Regions from separate parts of the Ovis aries genome. Here region 1 is linked to region 2. A link is a contact called in public Hi-C data. All regions are on one chromosome and are shown on one strand. Each heading gives the region's core, a stretch centred on a gene start, on an enhancer-like site or on the middle of the called end of the contact. The rest is flanking DNA. Distances are from core to core; before and after follow the strand shown.

Evidence for each region. Hi-C and Micro-C count contacts between places; a contact is called where the count stands out from the background.
Region 1: a contact with region 2 is called in a Hi-C map of muscle, with 4 times the contacts expected there. The contact joins the enhancer-like site here to the promoter of GARRE1 in region 2. A contact is called at or near these places in 5 of 16 Hi-C or Micro-C datasets (blood, hypothalamus, muscle and 1 more).

Annotation. Positions count from the first base shown.
Region 1 is chr14:44,243,023-44,247,811 of ARS-UI_Ramb_v3.0, forward strand. GARRE1 (granule associated Rac and RHOG effector 1) reads left to right here. Exons shown (of 15, transcript XM_060398484.1): 10 at 3,917-4,042. Among named protein-coding and RNA genes, the nearest start is that of GPI, 22 kb to the right of the region's middle. Within about 2 kb of position 2,634, at least 3 of the 54 cell types and tissues checked have an H3K27ac peak or open chromatin away from gene starts, as enhancers often do. A contact at or near this core is called in muscle, where this site is marked.
Region 2 is chr14:44,176,839-44,181,470 of ARS-UI_Ramb_v3.0, forward strand. It overlaps GARRE1 (granule associated Rac and RHOG effector 1), which reads left to right and starts at 2,107. Exons shown (of 15, transcript XM_060398484.1): 1 at 2,107-2,163.

The sequences.
Region 1 (4,789 bases), core at 1,384-3,883, 67 kb after region 2:
TGGTTGATGTTTGCACATCTTTGGAAAGATTGCATTGCTTGTGACAAATTTGTTACTGAGTCCACAGCTTTTGAACAGAGTATATCATTTTCTTTAAGTCACCCAGCATTTCTCTGAAGCTGAGTATAAAACATAGAATTTCTTCTCCTTTGTTCCAGCAACAACCCTGCTGACCTAGAGGTCATGTCATCACACGCCCAGTGTCACTGAAAATCTGGAGGCAGACTGAGCTATTTCATTTTTAATTATTTGCTTACATTTATAAACTAATGAAGTATTCTTAATTTATTCAAACAAAAGCCCCTACAAATCAGTAAGAAATGGGCAAAGCATGTAGACAGGTAAATCAGAGGCGACATGGTCAACGAAGAGATGAAGAACATGTATAACCTCACCTAACAAAGAAAGGAAGGCAAAGCAGAAAACACAATGTCATTTTGCCCATCATGTTATTAAATTGTTTTAGAATAACAGTATTAGGTTTGGTCCAGACTGTACAAAAACTGGCACAGATGTTGTTGAATAAATCACACAGCCTTTCTGGAGGGCAGTTTCATTTGTCAGAAGCCTAAAATAAGGGCTGTGACCTCAGCAGTTCCACGTCTAGGGATTTATCCTTGTGATGTGCCTACAGATTCAGCACAGTTTCATTAGTAAATAGGAAAAATTAAACATATATTGGAAGAATTTTGCTATTAAAATCATGGGCAGAATGAATATTTAACTATATAGAAAATATTTGAAGTAATTAGGTAGGAAGAGATAGTAAGGAATATTGACACTATTTGGGCCCGTGTGGACTAACGTGGTACTTGGGTAATGCATTTGAATTGTATTTAAACCATTTCTTCTTGAAATGCGAAGGGGGTCCAGTGGAGATTCTGCTTGAAGTTTTAGAATTTGTTAATATATCAAGTGTGAAAGCAAAAGTGTTAAGTCACTCAGTCATTTCCGACTGTGACCCCATGGACTGTAGCCCAGCAGGCTCCTCTGTCCATAGAATTTTTCAGGCAAGAATATTGGAGTGGGTTGCCATTCCCTTCTCCAGGGGCTCTTCCTGACCCAGGGATTGAACCCGGTTTCCTGCATTGCAGACAGATGCTTTACCATCTGAAGGGTTGGTGATTCACGTCATGTCCCAGAATCTCCCTTCTGTGAGTTTCTCCATAAATTTCTAAATTTGATTATTAGTTAATTTATATTCATGTCTTCATTCCTATCAAACAGTAGATTTTTTTTTATGGACTCAGCTTGCAGGATCGTAGTTCCCTAATCAGGGATTGAACTAGGGCCTGCAGTAGTGAGAGTGTGGAGTCCTAACCACTGAACTGGCAAGGAATTCCCCAAGCAGTAAATTAAAAGCTCACGTTTTTGTAAGAGTTTTGTGTTCCTGAAATTGTTTTCTAATTCAGGTTCTTACTGAAAAATACTAAACTTAACTAGGATTCTCATTTTAAAGAAAACATTTCCAACTCTTGGATAATTGGGTAAATATAAACAGCTAGTACTAAAATGGTTAACAATGCAGTTTACTTCCAGAACTCTCCCTTTTTGATTGATTTCCTTTGTAATTCATTGCCCATCCTTGAAAGACGTCACAGACTACAGAGGCTCCCTCTGCTGGCTACTTTTGGTAAAAATGGCACAGTTTTCATGTTTTTGTGTCAATTTACAGAATATGTGCTTGTTAAGAAGAACTCAAAAAGAAGTAATTGCTTTACTCCAACTTAGAGAAAGTGAAATTATTAGCAAAACTAGTCAAGAATTTATTATTTACTTTGCTTTTAGCATAATGAAATATCTAAATTCTTTTTTTCCCCCCGAAAGTAGTATCTTACTTAGATTTTTAAACTGTCATATTTAAGCTGTTACCCATTCTTTCTTTCATCAAATATTTACTGAGTACCTAATATGTGACAGACACTGTTTGGGCTCTGGGAATTGAATCAGAAGCAAGACAGACAGGGTCCCTGCCCTTAACAGAGCTGGCCTTGTAATGGCGTGGGGGTTGGGGAGGGGACTGCTAATAAGCATAGGAGTTAAGTTCAGGCACTGGCAAGCGTATGAGGGGAATAAGAGTAGAGTGACATCATCTGTTAGAGAATAACAGGTAGAGATGGCAAGAGAAAGCTATTTTGGATGAGGAGGTCAGTCATGAAGGGTCTCTTTAAGGATGTGACATTTGAGAGGAGCCTGCCACGCAGAGAGCAGATGGGGAAAGCATCGCAGGCAGAAGGAACAGCAAATGCAGAGACCTGAGGAGTGTGCTGGTGTGACTGGAGGTATGCTGGGTGGCGGTGAAGACAGGAGTGGAAGCCAGGACTTGCAGGGTCCCTGGGGGACTAGAGTTTTATCTAAGAACAGGTAGAAGGTTTTAAGCCAATCAGGGTAGTTTGTCAAAAAGAATAGGTTTAGTTTCTTCAGGGGATTTTACTGATCAGTTCTCAAGACTGATGAATAACATAAAAATACCATTCTGTTGATTTTTAGAAAGAAATAATTAGTATTACCAGAAACCGTAGTACTTTCTGCATGACCAGAAAATGCTCACTTAGTGGGCGGACATGTGACCAGCCAGATCACAAGCAGAAGTTGGCTTGAGAACATAGAGCAAGTATGTCTTGGAGATCAGTGATTCCAGGCTGAGAGAATCAGGTGCATGGACCTCAGCCAGATCCACTGGCCAGGATTCTCTCCTAGGAGCCCAGGGCCTCGTCGGGTGCTGGCAGAGCTTGCCTTGTTGCTTGCTTTCTCTGGGGTTTCTGAGACTGGCCAGCTCACACCCTCACATATATTTCTTCTCAAGCCAAAGTCACACTGGGGGATGCTGCCACCTCCTTAGGGTGGCTTCGGCAAGTGTGATTTGCATCATTTAGCTCCCATAGCACTCAGTAACAGATGGCATCTTCCTGGTTCTCCCTCTCAGAAAAGGCCTGTTGATGGAGGTGTCCCAGGTGGGCAGTGGGGACCTGAATGCCAGCGGGAAAGCAGCTCTCAAAGGGGAGCAGCTCAGGCAAAGGCAACAGCATCAGAGATCCTGAGATGTGAGCAGATCCAACATATTCAGGGCGTATGAGAAGCCTAGTGGTTGGGACACCATAAAGAGGTGACAGTGAAGAGGATTGTGTCCAGAGAGGCAGGAGGTCCGGGTCACAGAGTCTTGAGCGCTGTGGTGAGGGGTTTGAATTTTATTTCAGCCACAATAGGATGCCACTGGAGGGTTTTGCACAGGGGAGTGGTGTGTTCTGATTTGTGCTAGAGGAGGCTCACTCTCTTGCTGTGTGGAGGAAAGTCAGGGCTGAAGCTGGTGTAGGACAGTGAAGGGGCGTTAGGACACCTGGAAGGCAGCCCCTGCACCGAACTCTTCTCTTCCTACTAAACAGATTCTAGACAGTTAGAAATCTGTGGAGACGCCAAGGCCCTGTTGTACTGCTTCCCCTTCCTATTGTGGAGCAGCAAGCCCCAGTGTTAGCCCTGTCAACCTCTAAATATTCTTATGATTACTAAATATTTCTTTGGTGCCAAAAGTTGTGGCCTTTTGTATAAGGCCTGCTTGAAAATTGGAACCCTGTTGTGGAGAAGAGCAGCCTAGACTCACGCAACTTGATTGGTGCCTGCTGCTGCTGCTGCTGCTGCTGCTGCTAAGTCGCTTCAGTCGTGTCCGTCTCTGTGCGACCCCATAGACGGCAGCCCATCAGGCTCTCCCGTCCCTGGGATTCTCCAGGCAAGAATACTGGAGTGGGTTACCATTTCCTTCTCCAATGCGTGAAAGTGAAAAGTGAAAGTGAAGCTGCTCAGTCCTGTCCGACTCCTAGCGACCCCATGGACTGCAGCCTTCCAGGCTCCTCCGTCCATGGGATTTTCCAGGCAAGAGTACTGGAGTGGGGTGCCATTGCCTTTTCCGATTGGTGCCTAGGTGCCTGAAAGAAGACCCGGCTACCATGTCCCTGCTGCAGAGAAGCCTAGATCCCGAGAAGACGCTGGGCCTGGTGGATGTGCTCTACACTGCGGTGCTGGACCTCACCCGCTGGAGGGCAGGGAGGTGGGTGTCCCTGCCGAGGAGCAGTGTGACCACTTACAGGGTCATGTGAGCTCATGTCACTCATAGTATGTGAGTAAATAAGGCAAGAAGGGGAACTTTGGGTCAACTTGTTATTTGGGAATAATTTCAAGCTTACAGAAAAGTTGCAGGAATAGAACAGAGAATCGCCCTTTATTTACCCAGACTCCCCAGTTTGTGAACACTTTTGCCTTCATTTGTTGTATCATTTCAGAGTTAAGTCCATCAAAAGGATTTTAACCAAGCTCACATTCTCCCTATGAACTCAGAGCAGAAAGGTGTTTAGAAAATTTACTTATATCTTGCATTAAATTTATTTATATCTGAAAGTGCTGACAGTTGCAAGATTATCTATTTGTGAATAAACTTTAGAACTGGTAGAGACCTTGAACATTTAGCCACAGGCCCTCTGCATGTCTTCATTCCTGAGCACACAGAGGCCCAGAACAGCAAGGTGACCTAACCAGGGTCACTGCAGCCATCACCTGCCCAGCTCCCCACCCCATGCCCTTTCCATCTCTAGGACTTTCTTTCAGTACTGGAAAAAAATGTGCAGAAAACTTTGGAAGTAACAGCCCTCTGTTCTTGGCACTGTCTGTGAATTACCTTCAAAGACAAGCCGGGCTGCCTTGTGTCCCTGGGTCCTGCCCACTCACCCCTCTCTGCTGTGTGGATTAGTCTGTTGACCCTCTGCTGGATCTGCCAGGCTCCCCTGTCATCCAGGGACAC
Region 2 (4,632 bases), core at 857-3,356:
ACCTTTTACCTCTCTTCCTCACTTTCAAATGTGGTCTTCAGGAGCTTCCCTGCACTGAGTGTCACCACTCCAGTGGCTTATCCCAGAGACCCAGAAGAGCTTTAGGATTCCCTCCTCTTTCTGATCCTCCATGTCTAGTTCACCACTGACTTTATTCCCCGTTGGCACTCCCATAGTATGTGAATGACTTTCAAAGTGAGAGTCATGCACTCACTAATGTAAGAAGGTGATCTATTGGAGTAAAGGAAGAAAATATTAGGACTTAAGACTTATCTTTCAAAACTTTTCATAACATAAGCAGCATATTAGTAGTGTATTACATCTATATAAGTTGTAAGTAAATAAACCTGCACGATATTCAAATGTTTTCAAGAACAAAAAAAATGTGCAGGTCCTGGTCTAAACGAGGATCACCTTTTGCAAACAAAAAAAAGGAAATAGACTCCTTACTGATCTCCACATCCATCCAACTGCTGCTGCTGCTAAGTCACTTCAGTTGTGTCCGACTCTGTGCGACCCCATAGACGGCAGCCCACCAGGCTCCCCCGTCCCTGGGATTCTCCAGACAAGAACACTGGAGTGGGTTCCCATTTCCTTCTCCAATGCATGAAAATGAAAAGTGAAAGTGAAGTTGCTCAGTCGTGTCAGACTCTTAGCGACCCCATGGACTGCAGCCTACCAGGCTCCTCCGTCCATGGGATTTTTCCAGGCAAGAGTACTGGAGTGGGGTGCCATTGCCTTCTCCGATCCATCCAACTAGCTTGGTAAAATATACATAAAACGCACCATTTTAATCACGTTTAAGTGGCTGCTTTGCGGCATTAAGTACATTCACACTGTTGTGCAATCACCATCACATCCATCTGCAGAACTTTCTCATCTTCCCAACCCACAATTCTGTATCTATTTATTTATTTATTGGCTGCACCATGCAGCATGTGGGATCTTGTTACCCAAATAGGGAATGAAACCGCACCCCCTGCATTGGAAGCATGGAGTCAACCCTAACTGGATCATTTAGGGAAGTCCCTCTCTGTACCCATTAATTACAAACTCTGAATGCTCGAATGCTCCCCTCCTCCCAGTCCCTGTCAACTACCATTCTAGTCTCTGTCTCTATGAACTTGACTATTCTAGGTACCTCATTTAATTGGAATTATAGAATACTTGTCTTTTTGTGATTGGCTTCTTTCACTTAGCATAATGTCTTCAGTTTATCCTTTTGTAGTATGTGTCAGAATTCCCTTCCTTTTTAAGGCTAAATAATAGTCCACTGAATGGATATACCTCATTTTGTTTATCCAGTTCATGCATTGATGGACACCGGGTTGCTTCCACCTTTTTGACTTTTATGAATAATGTTGCTATTAACATGGGCATACGAATCTATGTCCACTCTTGTCTCTCCTCTCTAGTCCTTCTCCACAATATAGCCCAAGCAATCCTTTTAAACCCACAAGTATGGTCAAATCAAGTAAAATTTTCTCATCACGTTAGTTTCTTGAACACAAAGCCACTGAAAACATCTGCCGTTACTTCTGCAATAATATCCTTTCCTCCCTGCTTCTTCAACCCTTCCCACCTTAGGACCTTAACTCCTGCTCTTATCCTGAGGGAAGAATCCTCAGGTCACTCTCCTTCACTAGGTCTGGGGATTCTCTCCCTCCCCCATCAACTTTCCCCTCCTAGCACTTGTCTCAGTTGGCACTGTATCATCAAGCGCATTTATAACAATTATTATGTTTCCATCGCTGGAGAATAAACGTATGAGGGAGAGGGCACTATCCAGTTCCTACAGCGCCTACCAAGACCAGGCAGCTAATACGCGCTCAATTTCTCAGTAATTAATTTTAACAATAAATCTGTGTGGACGCAGCTGACCCCTCCCGCCCGGAGGCCAAGTCACAGTAGAGAAACTGGGTGGCTCTGGCCGCCGGTCCTCCAGCGCACCCTGGCTCTCCCACTCGGAGGTCGGGACGGAGGTGCAGGGCCGCCCGCGTCCCCCGCTCGCGTAGCGCGTTGCGAGGCGGGGTCGGCTCCCAGCCGCTGGGTCCTCAGCCACCCGGCGTCAGCCCGGGGCGGGGGCGGGGCCGGCCCGGATACGTCACTTCCGGTGTACACAGCCGGTCCTGGCGGTGCGAAGGGGGCCGGGGCGCGTCGCAGGTGAGGAGCGGGCACGAGCAGCCGCTGCCTGGCTCTGGCTGGCGGGCGGGCGGGCTCACCCACCGCGGGGCGGGAGGGCGGTGGGCCGCTGCCGGGGCTGGCGACTGGACGAGCTCGCTGGGCGTCGCTCCCGCTCGGGGCCTCAGGGCTCAGGGCCGTCGGCTCCCGCCCCTTGCCTGTCCGCTGTGGAGGACGCCGGGCTCAGGGGGAGCTGGCCGGGCGGACGGAAGCCCGGAGAGGCCTCGCGGCTCGTGCTTGGGACTGGGTGCGCGGCAGGGACCCCGCGGATACGGGACATGAGGGGCCGGGGGCGCTCCCTTGGGCCACCGGGGCCGGGGAGGTCGAGCTGGCCCTGGGACCCGCTCCCGGAAACCCCTCGGAGGAGTCCGCGGAGGGACCTCGGCCTATGGGTCTCGGGGTCCGCGGGGACTGCCTAGGGACGCGGCCCTCACGCCGCCCCGCGGCTGCCGGTCGGCTGAGCTCACCTTCCCCGTCGGGGCCGGGCCGGGCCGGGCCCCGAGGAACACGATTTTCCGGCCCCGCTGAGCCCGTTGGCGCAGTCGGGCCCAGGGAGGTTGCGCGGGGACCCCGAGAGGGCCGGGGCTGAGGATGAAGGACCCAAGCCCGAGACGCGAGCGTAGGGTCAGGGGTGTGTCTTCCTCTTCTGCTCGGTGCGAGGAAAGAACCTTGCCTGGTTGGCATGATAAGAATTTTGTTTATTCTCCTCACAAATTTTGCCAGATGGAATACTTAGCTTTGGGGGGAGAGGCCCTAATTTGAAAATAGCTTGTTTCCGCCCCTCACTCCCATTATAAAAGCAGTTCATTCTCGTTTCTTCTCGCTCAAGACAACACAAAGTGTTGTGACAGTACTTTTTAAAGTGACAATCATCCTGCAATCTACCACTCAGTGATAGCCATTGCTAACATTTTGGTGATACCAATAAATACATGTATTATCACTTTTATGGACTTCATAATATACCTTCATATTATACCTTCATAATAAATAAATAAATAAATTGTATATCACACTTTAACCAAGTCCTACTAATGAACATGTAGGTTGCTTCCAGTTCGTCATGGGAGAGATGATTCTGCCACAGGGATTTGTCTGATGGTTCTTTTAGTATACATTAACAAATGAGGTCAAAGGTAACATTCATTTTAAAAATGCGTAGTATTATTTTTCTTTTGTTGACGCTTCCAAAATTATTCTTCATTCCAGTATTTATAACATACATCCATCTTTGCTTCTCTTTTCATAGTTTTTGTTTTTCTTTTAGCTATTTAATTTACTTAAAATAGAGTTTTGGTTTAAGATATGAAAAATTTTCCAAATACCTTCCCAATTTTATTGAATAAGCTATGATTGCCATTTTATCATGTTTTACACCGAAACTTCTAAGTATGTGTTTGTAAGAGACTCCTTACAGGTTTGATATTTAGATTTTGTGTATGCTTTTTCAAAATTCCATTCACAGTATCTTTTGTAAAAATTATTTTTCTTTACAAGTCCAGGGAGTATTTAATGTTTGAATTTTAAAAAAAAATTTTGTTTTTTGAGATAGAAAGTTTAGTTACTACAGTTTCATTTGCTTTCTTGCTGACAAGATAACAAACTCCATATGAAGAGTTCAGGTTTGTTGTGGCAACTTTTCCGTCTGGCATTTGAGATTCTAATCTTCCTCTATTTTTGCACACGAATACGTAGGTTAGCATTGGAGACCAAGATAGAAAAGTTCTCAGATTCCCTTGGCAAGCCTAGATTTTTCTATCTAAAATTATCCCTGGATTTTTGGAAGACAGCATGTTTTAAGCATCCTCTTTAAAAAATTTTAAACAAGTTGCACATGATTCAGCTGAAATTTTTGCTAAATGTTTATTCTGTTGCTGATCTGAAGCCTAATACACCAGGAGCTTTTTGTCACGCAAATCTAACAAGTCTATAGGAAAATTACTGTTTCTGAGAGTTAGTGGACTGGGACATCACATGAGTTGAGTGTCCACTCTCTTCTTTTCCCTCCTGTGACTTTCTGCTTAATGGAAAATGATGACCTTCCAAGGTGGACAGAGAATGTTGGTTTGAATAAGGAATTGCTTTTTTGGAGTTACAGAAAAAGTGAGATCCCATTTTCTCTTAGTATAAGTTCACTGAAAGCCTGGATGTGTCAGGGGTTGTGCTTCAAATGTCTTTATTCATACTGAATCCATCCTCATGATGGTCCCTTAATGGATAGACACAGTGGCTGCTGCTTTCTCATTTCCTTTGATCATAAGTATTTGGCATGGTGAGCCACGCTTTCTTGCTGTTGTGAACCTCCTCTTGGTTGGCCTTCTTGATGCCATCGTGGTCATTATCTTAACTTTGTGACTGTGCTTTCTCATTTGTCTTTGCTTCTCTTCTTCCCACATCTGCCTGGGAGCGTTTTGTATTTTTGTTGTTGTTCAGTCACTAAGTTGTGTGTCT